2 separate regions of the Sminthopsis crassicaudata genome follow, and region 2 is linked to region 1. The links are chromatin contacts, called in public Hi-C maps. All regions are on one chromosome and are shown on one strand. Each heading gives the region's core, a stretch centred on a gene start, on an enhancer-like site or on the middle of the called end of the contact. The rest is flanking DNA. Distances are from core to core; before and after follow the strand shown.

The links. Hi-C and Micro-C count contacts between places; a contact is called where the count stands out from the background.
Region 2: a Hi-C map of fibroblasts shows a contact between it and region 1, with 3 times the contacts expected there. The contact joins the promoter of SAT1 here to the promoter of KLHL15 in region 1. A contact is called at or near these places in 2 of 2 Hi-C or Micro-C datasets (fibroblasts and hippocampus).

The regions. Positions count from the first base shown.
Region 1 is chr3:294,340,349-294,346,536 of ASM4859323v1, forward strand. It overlaps KLHL15 (kelch like family member 15), which reads left to right and starts at 4,928. Exons shown (of 5, transcript XM_074300915.1): 1 at 4,928-5,037; 2 at 5,144-5,377; 3 at 6,110-6,188.
Region 2 is chr3:294,594,347-294,599,757 of ASM4859323v1, forward strand. SAT1 (spermidine/spermine N1-acetyltransferase 1) reads right to left here and starts at 2,091. Exons shown (of 6, transcript XM_074300920.1): 1 at 1,555-2,091; 2 at 774-825; 3 at 600-683. The coding sequence starts at 1,620.

The sequences.
Region 1 (6,188 bases), core at 3,678-6,177:
ATTGTAAGAGATTTCCAGAAGTCCTAGAAGGAGGGTATGTGTGACTATATTTCCTTTTAGAGATCCATTTGTGGAACATTTTTGAGCGTATCTCTGCCCTATGCCTTTTTTGCATCATTGATATGTATAGATGGTATAGATATTTTTAGACTTATCCAAGTAGACATAACTCATGGTGGCCTACCCATCAGAAAACTTTAGGCTTGTCTTTTCAACGATGTTATTATGGACTTCTATCATACACACAGAGCATGATAGAGTTGATGATAGAGTTTGGGATACTGTCAGACTTTTTCTGTACAGAGTCACAAAAATGATGGAGTTTGGCCACCAAATGTGTTGGGAGAGATATACCTTTGGATTCCAAAGGTATATTGGTGTTACAAACTGGTGTTTGGGGATATCTCAAAAGAATTTGTAGGCTTAGACTATCTCCAAATCAAGAGGCAAAGATTTTATTAATCCATTGAGTAGTATGCTAAGTTCCAAAAAGGGGAAAGACACATGAACTAAATTCTCCAGTAGAATTCACAATTAGCCAGGAGGAAGATGCTGCATAGCAAGTTCCTAATGAATTGTCAAGACAGGCTAAATTCCTAAAAAAGTCGTTTAGCTAAATTTCTGGAAACAGACTTTAGTAGAGATAATGTAATAGACTAAGTAGGCTAAATTCCTATAAAATTTTAGCAGTGGAATAACAGTATGTGCATTTCTTTTCTTTTTTTTTTTTTTTTTTTGCTATTTTCTTTTTATTATTCTTTTTATTTTATATAGCTTTTTATTTAAAGGATATATGCATAGATAATTTTACAGCACTGACAATTGCCAAGCCTTTTGTTCTAATTTTTCCCCTCCTTCCCCTGACCTCCCTCCCCAAGATGGCAGGTTGACCAATACATGTTACATATGCTAAAGTATAAATTAAATACAATATATGTATACATGTCCAAACAATTATTTTGCTGTACAAAAAGAACCAGACTTTCAAATAGAGTACAATTAGCCAGTGAAGGAAATAAAAAATGCAGGCAGACAAAAATAGGGGTATTGGGAATTCTATGTAGTGTTTCATAGTCATCTCCCAGAGTTCTTTCACTGGGTGTAGCTGGTTCAGTTCATTACTGCTCTATTGGAACTGATTTGGTTCATCTCATTGTTGAAGAGGGCCACGTACATCAGAATTTATCAACAAAGTATTGTTGTTGAAGTCTATAATGATCTCCTGGTCCCGATCATTTTATTCATCATCAGTTCATGTAAGTCTCTCCAGGCCTTTCTGAAATCATGCTGTTGGTCATTTCTTACAGAACAACAATATTCCATAATATTCATACCACAATTTATTCAGCCATTCTCCAATTGATGGGTATCTACTCAGTTTCCAGTTTCTGGCCACCAAAAGAGGGCTGCCACAAACATTCTTTGTGCATTTCTTGTATAGGGGAAATATAGTCCAAGGCTTGACATCATAATTTGGCTTTCTGATTGGATACAGCAAACTGTATGATGATTTTGTCAATGTAAGGAATTGACCTGAGACAAAAGGCCTTAAGAACAAAAGGTCCATTTGAGGTTGTAATTAATCCTATCTGTGCTCTTCACTGCTTGCCTAAGGGAGTAGCTTGGATTCCAGATTATATACTCTCCTATAATCCTGAGTTATAACCTAGTTAGCTACCAAAGATCTTGTCTTTGTTGGGATCTTATTCACCCCATCAGAGCCAGGCACACAAGAAAGTATGTATATAAAAATAACAGAAACAGTCACTACATGGGCTGAAAGCTCAAAGCTCAGCTCAAATCTAGTCAACCCAAACCAGGGCTATATATATGTCCTCAAATTCAGGAATTCAAGGAACAGTTCAGATGCTTAAATTTAGGGAGTACCCAAAGAAAACTTAGGCATTTAATTAATTTAAAGACTTTTAGCCTCTTAAACTATACTGTTGGTATGTGTGGGAGGGTTGGAATTGTGCCACAGTTCTCTGTTAATGTCCTGACAATTTCCCTAATTGTCTTATTCAGTTACTCTGTTTCAGGTTATAACCATTCCCTCTTAATGTTTGATAGGATACAAGTCTTATATCTTAGACATCAAGCTATAATCATTCCTTCTTAATGTTTGATAGGATAAAGGTTTTGTATATTACACATCATTAGAATATCATCAGGAGCCTCTCCAGTACCTCCCTCCATTATGTCATCCTAGGTGCCTGCCTCCATTATGTCATCCTCATCCCAGGTACCTTCCTCATTATGTCATTGATCTTGTAACCTTATAAAAGAAATCCATTCACTGCTGGATTCTTTGAGATGATAGTCTCATTCAGCCCTGGGACTAAGCCATAGATCCATTTGGTCCCAGTAAATCCCTTTTAAATAATTAAATTGTTCTCTAATCTCTTTCCTACTACAGTTTCTCCATGACAGAATCAGTCACTTAAGTCCCCTTTCTGGCTCACCACTTTGAAGCTGGCTAGAATAGTGATGTGTTCAGGGTAGCAATTCCTAGTTCCAAATGATGTGATTGATATAAGCACTAAATGTTTAGGTTCCGTCATGTGAAGAAATCATAATGGCCATTTTCTTTGTAAATGGTAGATTTATTAATGAGGAGAGGTTATAGACAAAATGAAGAGATACAATCGATACCAGTAATGGTTAATATGAAAGAGTTGGGAGAGCACAGAGCAAGCAAAAGGATTTTAACAATTAAGAATGGAAGTAGTCAAATTCACAATTAACTAGGAGAAAGGAATACACTGTGAGGTGGGATTATGCCCTTAACTGGCAGGCTAAATGCATAGAGGAGTTTGGCACCTATAAGATACAGTTCTGTGGGAGATTGACCCAAAAGGAAGCTGTGAACCATAGACAGATTTATAGTGGAATTTAACCTTAGGTGTTTCATATAACTTGTATTTCTGACTGTACACAGCAAGGTAGGGCTACAAATGACCTCCCCAGAGGATGGGACTATAAGGTTGAACCCTTTGGTACCCTTCCCTGCTTGCCTCAAGGAATAATTTTATCTTCCAATCCCACCTAGTTGCTCAGGACTTCATCAGTAGGATCTTAGGTTTTGCTTTACTTGAGACTAATGGGTTTCAGGGAAAGGTTTGGCAAAGGAAATTGTTGACCCAAGTTACATAGTTTATTTCCAAGCAGTCTGATAATATAAAACAAAATGCTTTTCCTTCAACTTCTAAATTCCCCTCTCTGACCTTCTCAAATTTGCATGTAGTCTTATGACCTAGATAATTTTCATCTCATGTCTATTCCTTTGTTTTTTTAAGAAATCCAGAGGGAACTCTATAGTCATACTCATGGTGTAAGAACTCATCAGTTAGAAGACCTAATGTAGTTTGTTGTTTTACAGGAGGTGAGGTGTTTTTTAAACAGCAAGGGTGCTGGTTTCTCTAAATTACAGAGTACATAGTGGGAAGTAAAGTACAAGACTGGGAATATAAAGGCTTTGAATGCCAAATAATTCCATATTTGATCCTGGAGGTGATGAGAGTCAAGGGAATTTACTCAATTTTGTTGTTCGTTTTCATTCACATCCATCTCTTTGTGACCCTGTTTGGGATTTTCTTGGCAAAAATACTAGAGTGATTTACTATTTTGTAGGTCTTTTTTTTTTTACAGATGAGGAAACAGGGGCAAACAGGGTATTTAATAACTTACCTGGGATAACACAGTTTAGTGTCTGAGACCAGATTTGAACCCACTTCTTCCTGACTCTAGGTTCAGTGTTCTGCCCACAATATTTAATACAGAAGTATTGACAGAAAAGTTCCAGTAACAAATGAAAGCAATGAGTAGAGCTATTTCCTTATATCTAAAATGAAGGTGTCAGATAAATACTAAGGTTTTAAAATTTAGATTCTATGCTTTTCAGAACCTGAGAAAGTTCTTCCTCATGCTTTTAAGTCTGTTGCTTATTTTGAGTATGGTATGGGTGTCCCTCATGATTATTATTGTTTTATGTGATGTTTCTACAAAATATATGCTAATTTGGTCTACTGAAAATTAACTATATTGCAGTCTTCCTAGAGAATTTGAAGGTCTCTAAAAATTGTTTTATATGATTTAATTTTACTTGGATTTATATGGTTTATTCTCTAAGCTTATCTGAGAAGTGAAAAACCAAAAACCATAATAGCATTTATCCATTATATTAATAACAATGAGCAAATCACTTTAATTCAATGTACTTTTGTACTAGAACACTGACCTTCAAATATTTTCTTCTTGTCCTTTCCTTCATTTTTTTCTAGAAGAAAACTAATAGATTTGTAAAATAGCTATATGTTGCAATTTTATATTTCAAGGGGAAAAAAAGCAAGAAAAATCTACATTTTTTTTTACAGCTTTAATTAGAATCTGAATATTGGTATGTAAATAAATATTGAATGTGACTCATCTATTCAATATTTTCTGAAATTTTCTGCCATTTTCTTCTGGCGCAGTTAGAAATGAATAGAGCAGTGTTTTACATCGCTCCAATCATTTCTTTGAATGGCGCATATGTGCCATTTTCTATAAATTTTTCGCCACTGGGGCTGAACAATGATGAACATGTAATTGTTGTGTACTAAGCTAAGTGGAAACGTGATGCAATACTTCAGTTTAAGTTGCCTTATAAAAATGATGTCATTTAATGCAGGTGTAACACTTCTAAAACAGTTTTGCGCCCATCCTCCCACCACCTCCCCCTTTCTCCTGCCTTCCCTTCACACTCCCGTCCAGGTGCTGAAATGGATTTTATAATAGTTCCTGTTAATTTGAATTGCTGTTTGTCTCTTCGATACTCCTAGAGGTGGGCTACTCAGAGAAGAATGACGATCTCTTTAGCCTCTGGCTAATGGATCTTTGCTCATTTGCGCAGGAGCCAAGGGTCCTCGCACTCACGCAGAGCGTGGTAGCATCCCAAAGAAAACAAACGCTAGATAGTTTTAAAGCCTACGTAGAGCCCCTTAAGGACGTTTTCAGACGGGGCTCAGCAAGCGAAGAACCAAGAGTGACCGGGCTAAAGTCCGTCATCCTGGGTTTCATTGGGATCTAGGTTGGGAGTGGGGAGGGGGGCGGGCCAACCTTATTTATTTATTAGAGGGTCATTAATTACGACTGCCTTTTTCAGAGGCCCAGAAACATAGGAGTGGAGAGGACATGGGGAAATCGCAGGCGGAGATTTGATGACGGTATACGTTGGCCGGCGCCACGCCAGTCTCTTCGGCTCAGTGTCCGGTTACTTCCGAGCCTGGTCAGGTTAGTGCTTCTGGCCCACAGGTGGCGGTGGCGGCGGAAGTGACGTACGCGCAGTGCCCGGCGTTAGAAAGAAAGATGGCGGCGCTGGCGCTGGACCAGGGGGAAGGTAAACACCGGTTAAAGCTGTTGTTGTTGCTTTGGGGAAAATAATTATCTTCCTTCCAACCTCTTTCACAACCTCACGGGCTTTTCGGGGGTGGAGAAGAGAAGGAGGACAGGGGATGCCCCCCTTCCTCTCTCCTGCTGTTCCCCACCCCCCTTTTCTCCCTCCCCCCACCCGTCGCGGGTTTAATCTTGGGAGTCTGTCTCCGCCGCGAAGACGGACAGACTCCGCCGACGGACGGAGGGATTGAGCGGGTGGGCGGCCGGAGCAGCTGCAGTTCAGGAAGGCCCCGGCAATCCCCGGGCAGGGCCCTGCGGTGACGACCGGCTTCGGTTCCGGCCCACAGTCACGGGGGGAGGGGAAAAAGGAGAGGGGGGGGGGAGGGGAAAAGAGAGGAGAGAGGGGGAGTAAGCGGCAGAGCGGGGAGGAGCTCGTCTTCCCGGCGTGGCTAAGCCCCTGACCCCGGAGGGAGGCGCTGGAGCCGTGCTGCCGGGGCCGGGCCGGGCGCCTCCTCTTCCCGCGCCCTCTTTTGCCCCCTCCCCGCCCTAACCCCGGTTTCTCCTCCCGCCCTCCGCCCCCGGCTGCCTGTTCACCTCCCCACCCCCTCAAATTGAGTTACTCCTGCAGGTATTGCCGTTATTATCGTTATTCGACCCTCGGAAACGATGCTGGTGTCCCCGGGGCGAGGACGTGGGGGGGACACCCCAGGAGACTGAAAGGTTTGTTTATCCCTAGGGCAGGGACGTCGGGGGCCGCAGCCACCTCAGCAACCAGTGCACAGGCTCCCCCCACGCTGGCCTCGAAGTGCCTCGGC
Region 2 (5,411 bases), core at 841-3,340, 250 kb after region 1:
ATTGTTTTATTTTGTTTATTTATTTTATACTGTGTGGGAAGAGGACTTGTCCCTCTAGGCCTTACCTCATTTATCATGATCATCTACTTTATTGAGTAACGGATCTTTTAGTTACCTCCCCGCCCATCCATGTACACGGAAGGGCCATGTACATGGCGAAGCTAGAGACTGTAACCTGAAGATTGGGACAAATTAAAGAAAAAATGTGATTCAACACGATTACAGAAAAGGTTATGTTAGGGTCAAACAAGAAGAACCATTTTATGAAATTGAATTACATCAAATGACATCATACCCAATTTTCCGGGGAATATGTAGGGCATTTTTGCTGACAAATTATCTCACTCTATTTTTTTTTTTTTTTTTAGCACGGCATTACATCAACTTTTCTTTTTTTTTCCTAGTTTCAACATTGGCTTGCCTTATTTCTGGCCACCTTCCCAAAAACACACTCAACTTTTGAATTAGCCGACAGTTCTAACCAAAAATTAGACATTATATCAACATCCTGTCTCTTTCTGATTAGCTACTGGGGTGGGGTAGGGAAAAAGAGGGGGAACAGGAAGAGCAACTGGACTTATAGGCCAAAGTCTTGTTACCTTCAGGTGTCCAATGCTCTTTTGGCACTTCTGCAACCAGGCAGTGGTAGAAAGGATGCTCTCCAAACCCATCTTCAAGCAAATCTACAAGAATGGCCAACAAAGACAGATAGAAATAATGGCTAATGTGAAAGATACCAAGTTATTTGACAAATCTCACATCAAATAAGTTACCTTTTTCAGTTAGCACTACTTGTTCTTCCATTTCTTCATATTTAGCTAGTTCCTAATAGAAGAAGAGAGAAAAGAGAAATAAAAAATAACATAAGAATCTGAGATTGTCTTTCTCTGATAGATAAAAAAGTGAGTCAGCTAGAAAGAGGCAGGGTTATTTACTCGGCACCTGCAACGTCAGGGCTCAGGCTCTGAGCCAATGACTATACTCTAGGAGGGGGAGGAGAAGGACTAGCCTAAGGGAGAACTGGATTGTAGCCAGTTTCCTGGTCAACTCTAAACACACGCAAATGACCTGAAACTAAAGGGGAAAAAAAAAAAAGAGAGAAAGAAACAAAGAAAGAAAAAAACGCCTAGATTTCAGCCAGAAGAGGGAGGCAGGAAATCCAGCCATCTTCTAGTTACGGGTGTGAGAGGTTGCAATGCTCGGGTTACACAGCCAGTCCCCAGGTAGGGGAAGTGGAAAGTGCGCTGGTTTGGGGGAGTCCCGGCCCTCCTCAATTTCTTCCCGTCTTTGGTCTCTAACGATCTTGTTTGTATTTCTAACCTTAGTTCTACTTGACACCCATCCATCCATCTTTCTTTCTTCCTCTCCCCTCCCCCTTTCTTTCTTACTTTGGGCAACAGTTAAACTCTCTGGTTCTGTTTCCTCATCTGAAAAAAGGGGAAGGAAGAAGAAGAGGATGACTATTGGGCGTCTGAGGTCCTCTCCAATTCTAAAGTCTAAGCTCAAATTCAAGAAAACGAGAAACTAAATCTCCCGAAGATTGGTGGGGGCTACCTTGATTAGCCGGAGAATATCACTGCAGTCGGCGGGCGTGGCGGAGCGGATCACGAAATTAGCCATTTTCGTCTTTTGCTTTTTTTCCCTTTGCGGACTAAGCCCCTGTACTTGAACAGCAGGAGGAGGTGGTTCCTCATTCGTCTCCCGGGAGCTTCCTCTCCTCAGTCAGGCTGGCACCATGACACGGGGCCCGGCGGCAAACGACGGAGGGTCTCTTCCCAGAGGTTTTACAGACACAGTACTAAACAGCTACTGGGCAGTTGTGCAACCTTAGGCTCCCGGGGAGTCTATATTTACCGAGGAGCTGGCCCCGCCTGTGAGCTCCACTTCGGCCAATGGAACAAAGCCCAACCCTAGAGAGAGAGAGCGAGAGCTGTTTTTTTTTTCTCTCTCTCTCTCTCTTTTTCTCTCCCCACCCCCAACTCTTTCTCAAACACCCAGCTCCACCCCAGACCTTCCTAGTCCAACCCCGACCACTTTGCTCCTGCCGAGAAACTTCCTCGTACTCTTTTTTTTTTTTTTTTTTTTTCCCCCTTCCGGGACCTTTATCTATGAGTCTGACCAATAGCTGAAGCAGTCTTGAGCTGCGATGTGGAAGCGCCGCCTGGTGTTTAGTCCGCCGCTATAGTTTGAAACAAGCAAAATTTGTTTTTTAATTAAATTTTTTTTCAGGTAACACAAATTCCATTTTCCCCATCTTCCTTACCCATTGAGAAAAAGAAAGCGAAGCAAAACCTTGTTTCATTTGTTTATTTTTAGTATTAATATAATTTTGAGTTTTGAATTTTCTCCCCTCCCCCCTTCTTCATCTATTGTGAAGGCAAGAAATGTGATATTAATTATACATGTGAAATCACGCAAAACACATTTCTATAATAGCCATGTTGCAAAAAAAAAAAAAGCAAGAAAAACAAAGTGAAAATGTTTGTTAGTCTGCGCTCAGACTTTATCAGTTCCCTCTCTGAAGGTGAGAAATATTTTTCATCATAAATCCTGAAACGAAACCTTGTATCAAATATATATTCGGGGAAAAAAACAACAACCAAATTTCAGCACTGTTCAAAAATGTCTCAAACTTTACTTTGATTTTTACTTCTCTTAGAAGATGGTTATCCTGTCTCACCATGGGTTTTCTGGAGTCAAGATCTTTGAATTGATAGGGTTCTAAAGGCTTTTTCACCCTCACCATGAAATTCATCTTTAAAAAAAATTTTTTTTTCTATTATCATGTCTAGATTTCATAAACTCAGGAAGCTAGAGTTTATGGTAGAGGAGAAGTCCAGAAAAGCATTTTGGAAACGGGTGAGAAGACAGGAAAAAGGAGACAGACTGTTTTTGAACTCTAGGTGTTGATTTCAAAGTACAGACAGTAGAATACAATTAGACAGATAAGAGACCAGTTGCCTCCTTTTTATTACTCTCTTATCCTGTGCTATTTTGATGTCCCCTAAACTTGTCAGTGATCTACCTACTGACAAATTTGTGGCTCCAAACTTTCCTGAGGCTAGTGAGAAGATAGTCCAAAACAATTTTTCCCCCTACCCTTCTCCAAGGGTATCCATATATCTAGAACAGCAAGGGATTCCGAGGTCTCACAGATCATTTGGTTGAATCCCTTTTTCACCTAATGAGAATTTTTTCCAAAACAACACCATTTCTTGGAGAAGAGCTTCTCCCAGAGTCTGCTGTAGTTGAAGACTAAAGTCTAAACAATGCCAGACTGATCTGGAGAGTGACTTAGACAGTATAGTCCAAAGTAAATGAGAAATCTGTAAAGTAGTCTTACTAAAGTCTCTTTATCTTCAGGAGAATGTAATGAGAGGTTTTATGTTTTCTGCAATTATGTAGGCTTATTAATCTAGTATTTTAAGCATTTTCTCTGGTGGAAACAATAACAAATGCTATTTGTATAGGAAGTAACTTTTTTTAAAAGGGATGCTTCTCACTTTGAGGAGATCTAATTTATAAACTTTGGTTTTAGAGATTTCATTAAAGTTAAACCAGGTCAAGAATGCGAAAGAGGAACAGAAGCCCAACTTTCCTTTTCTTTTTTAGAGCACAGGACTGCTTTTAACATGAACGTGTCTATATGAAAAGTCACAACAAAAAGTGGCCATTTTCAAAGTTCCAGATTTCAAGAATCTTCCTAAGTCCAAAATTGGGTCTGAGTATCCAAAGAGTAATTGGACGTTTGTACTGTGGGGCAAGATGCTTAAAGCCAATGAAAATAGGTCTATCACTGAGGCAATCTCCTGAGGACTTCCTCTGTCATTTACAGACAATAAAGGAGAATCTAGGAAGGAAAGTGATCATCTAAGAAAAGAAACTGATAGTACAAATCTAGATCCAATTTCTGTTTGGAAACAGCTGGGATGTGAGTTTCAAGGTATAGTTTAAATATTTGAAGGGAAGAATAAGTAGTACATGTAGATTAGAACTGCACAGTGAAGAAATCAACTGATAAATTGTCAGGACCCCCATGCCAAGACCATTCCTCTCTTTTCTTTCCATTAGGAAACATCTTGTTTTCCAAAGTGAAGGCCCAACAACCAAACTATAGCATAATAATAATAGTTTTCACTCCCCCTGAGCTAAATCACAGACCTGACTCTAACCAGCCCCAGGTGGTCCCTAAACTTGGGCAAGCACCTGCAAGTGTTGCATTCCAGTCATGAAGCCCTGCTATGAATAGACTTTTTGTTACTAGGCAAACTTGCCACATTGTTGCTGTTACATTTCACTGCCCCTGTTACAATTCACTGCTTACATTCTTTGTCTTGCTACCTCTAGATATATCAAGGATTAGCTTGATTGCCTTGGGTCTCCTTAGTCCTAGACCAGGCTACAGCATTTGTGTCAAGTTTTTCTATTCCAAAAGAATAAAGAAGATTTTTTTGCCTATAACTTTCATGAGCTTTTAAAATTTTGTTTTATATTATTCTTCAGAGTTGACAGTTAAAGCTTTCTTTCTTTTAAAGCTTTCTGCTTTAACTTTTGTGGGCTCTTTGGTAATTTATTTTTCATATTTGACAAGGTATATGCCTACCAGAGGGATATTGGGTCAAAGATATGAATTTTTTAGGCATTTTCCTAGCCAGATTATTTATTGCTTTTTAAAATGGTTGGATTAGGGCAGAATCAAGGTGAAGTACAAATCAGCATTTTTGCCCACTTCTCTCCACACATCTTCTCCACAACAACCTCAATTGAATTCTAATTAGGAAAACCAAGAAAAGTCATAGTGAATCATTTTTGCCTGCCTAGGACAGTATAGAAAGTACAAAAGCTGAGTTCTGCTGTGAGGGACTTGTCCAGAAAAGCAGCATGGTAGTAGTGGCCTCAGCAGTCAGATGGGAGCAAGTTCAGGAACAGAAAGAGATGCTGGGGAACCTCAGAATTAGTGGTGGGAGCAAGAAATTTGGCCATACTTCAGGGATCATCTGTAATTACTGAGCAAGTTAAAAAGGGACCAAATTCCTAAAATTGGAGAAGTATGACATTCTATTTGAAACTGCTAAGAAACAACTACTTGGTAGGAGTTGGAGGATGATATAGGGAAAGGAAGAAGGAAAAGATGTTCTCCTAGTTCTGTTCACTTTGAATGGAACTGATGGGATGAAGTATTTCTCAATATTGAGACTGTCACACGATCCCTATACCCAGAGTGGGAAGATGAGACCTTGAGCCTCAGATTTCAGAAAGTCACATGATCTCTATTCCCAATCTAGAACCCTGGGATGCAGGATGTTAGTGAAATTGCAGGAAGTGATGTGACCTATGGGAGGCAAACAACATAGGTGATCATTGGTCAAGGATGGTTATGTCTTTTTAGTCTCAGGTATTTTGCTTTTTAA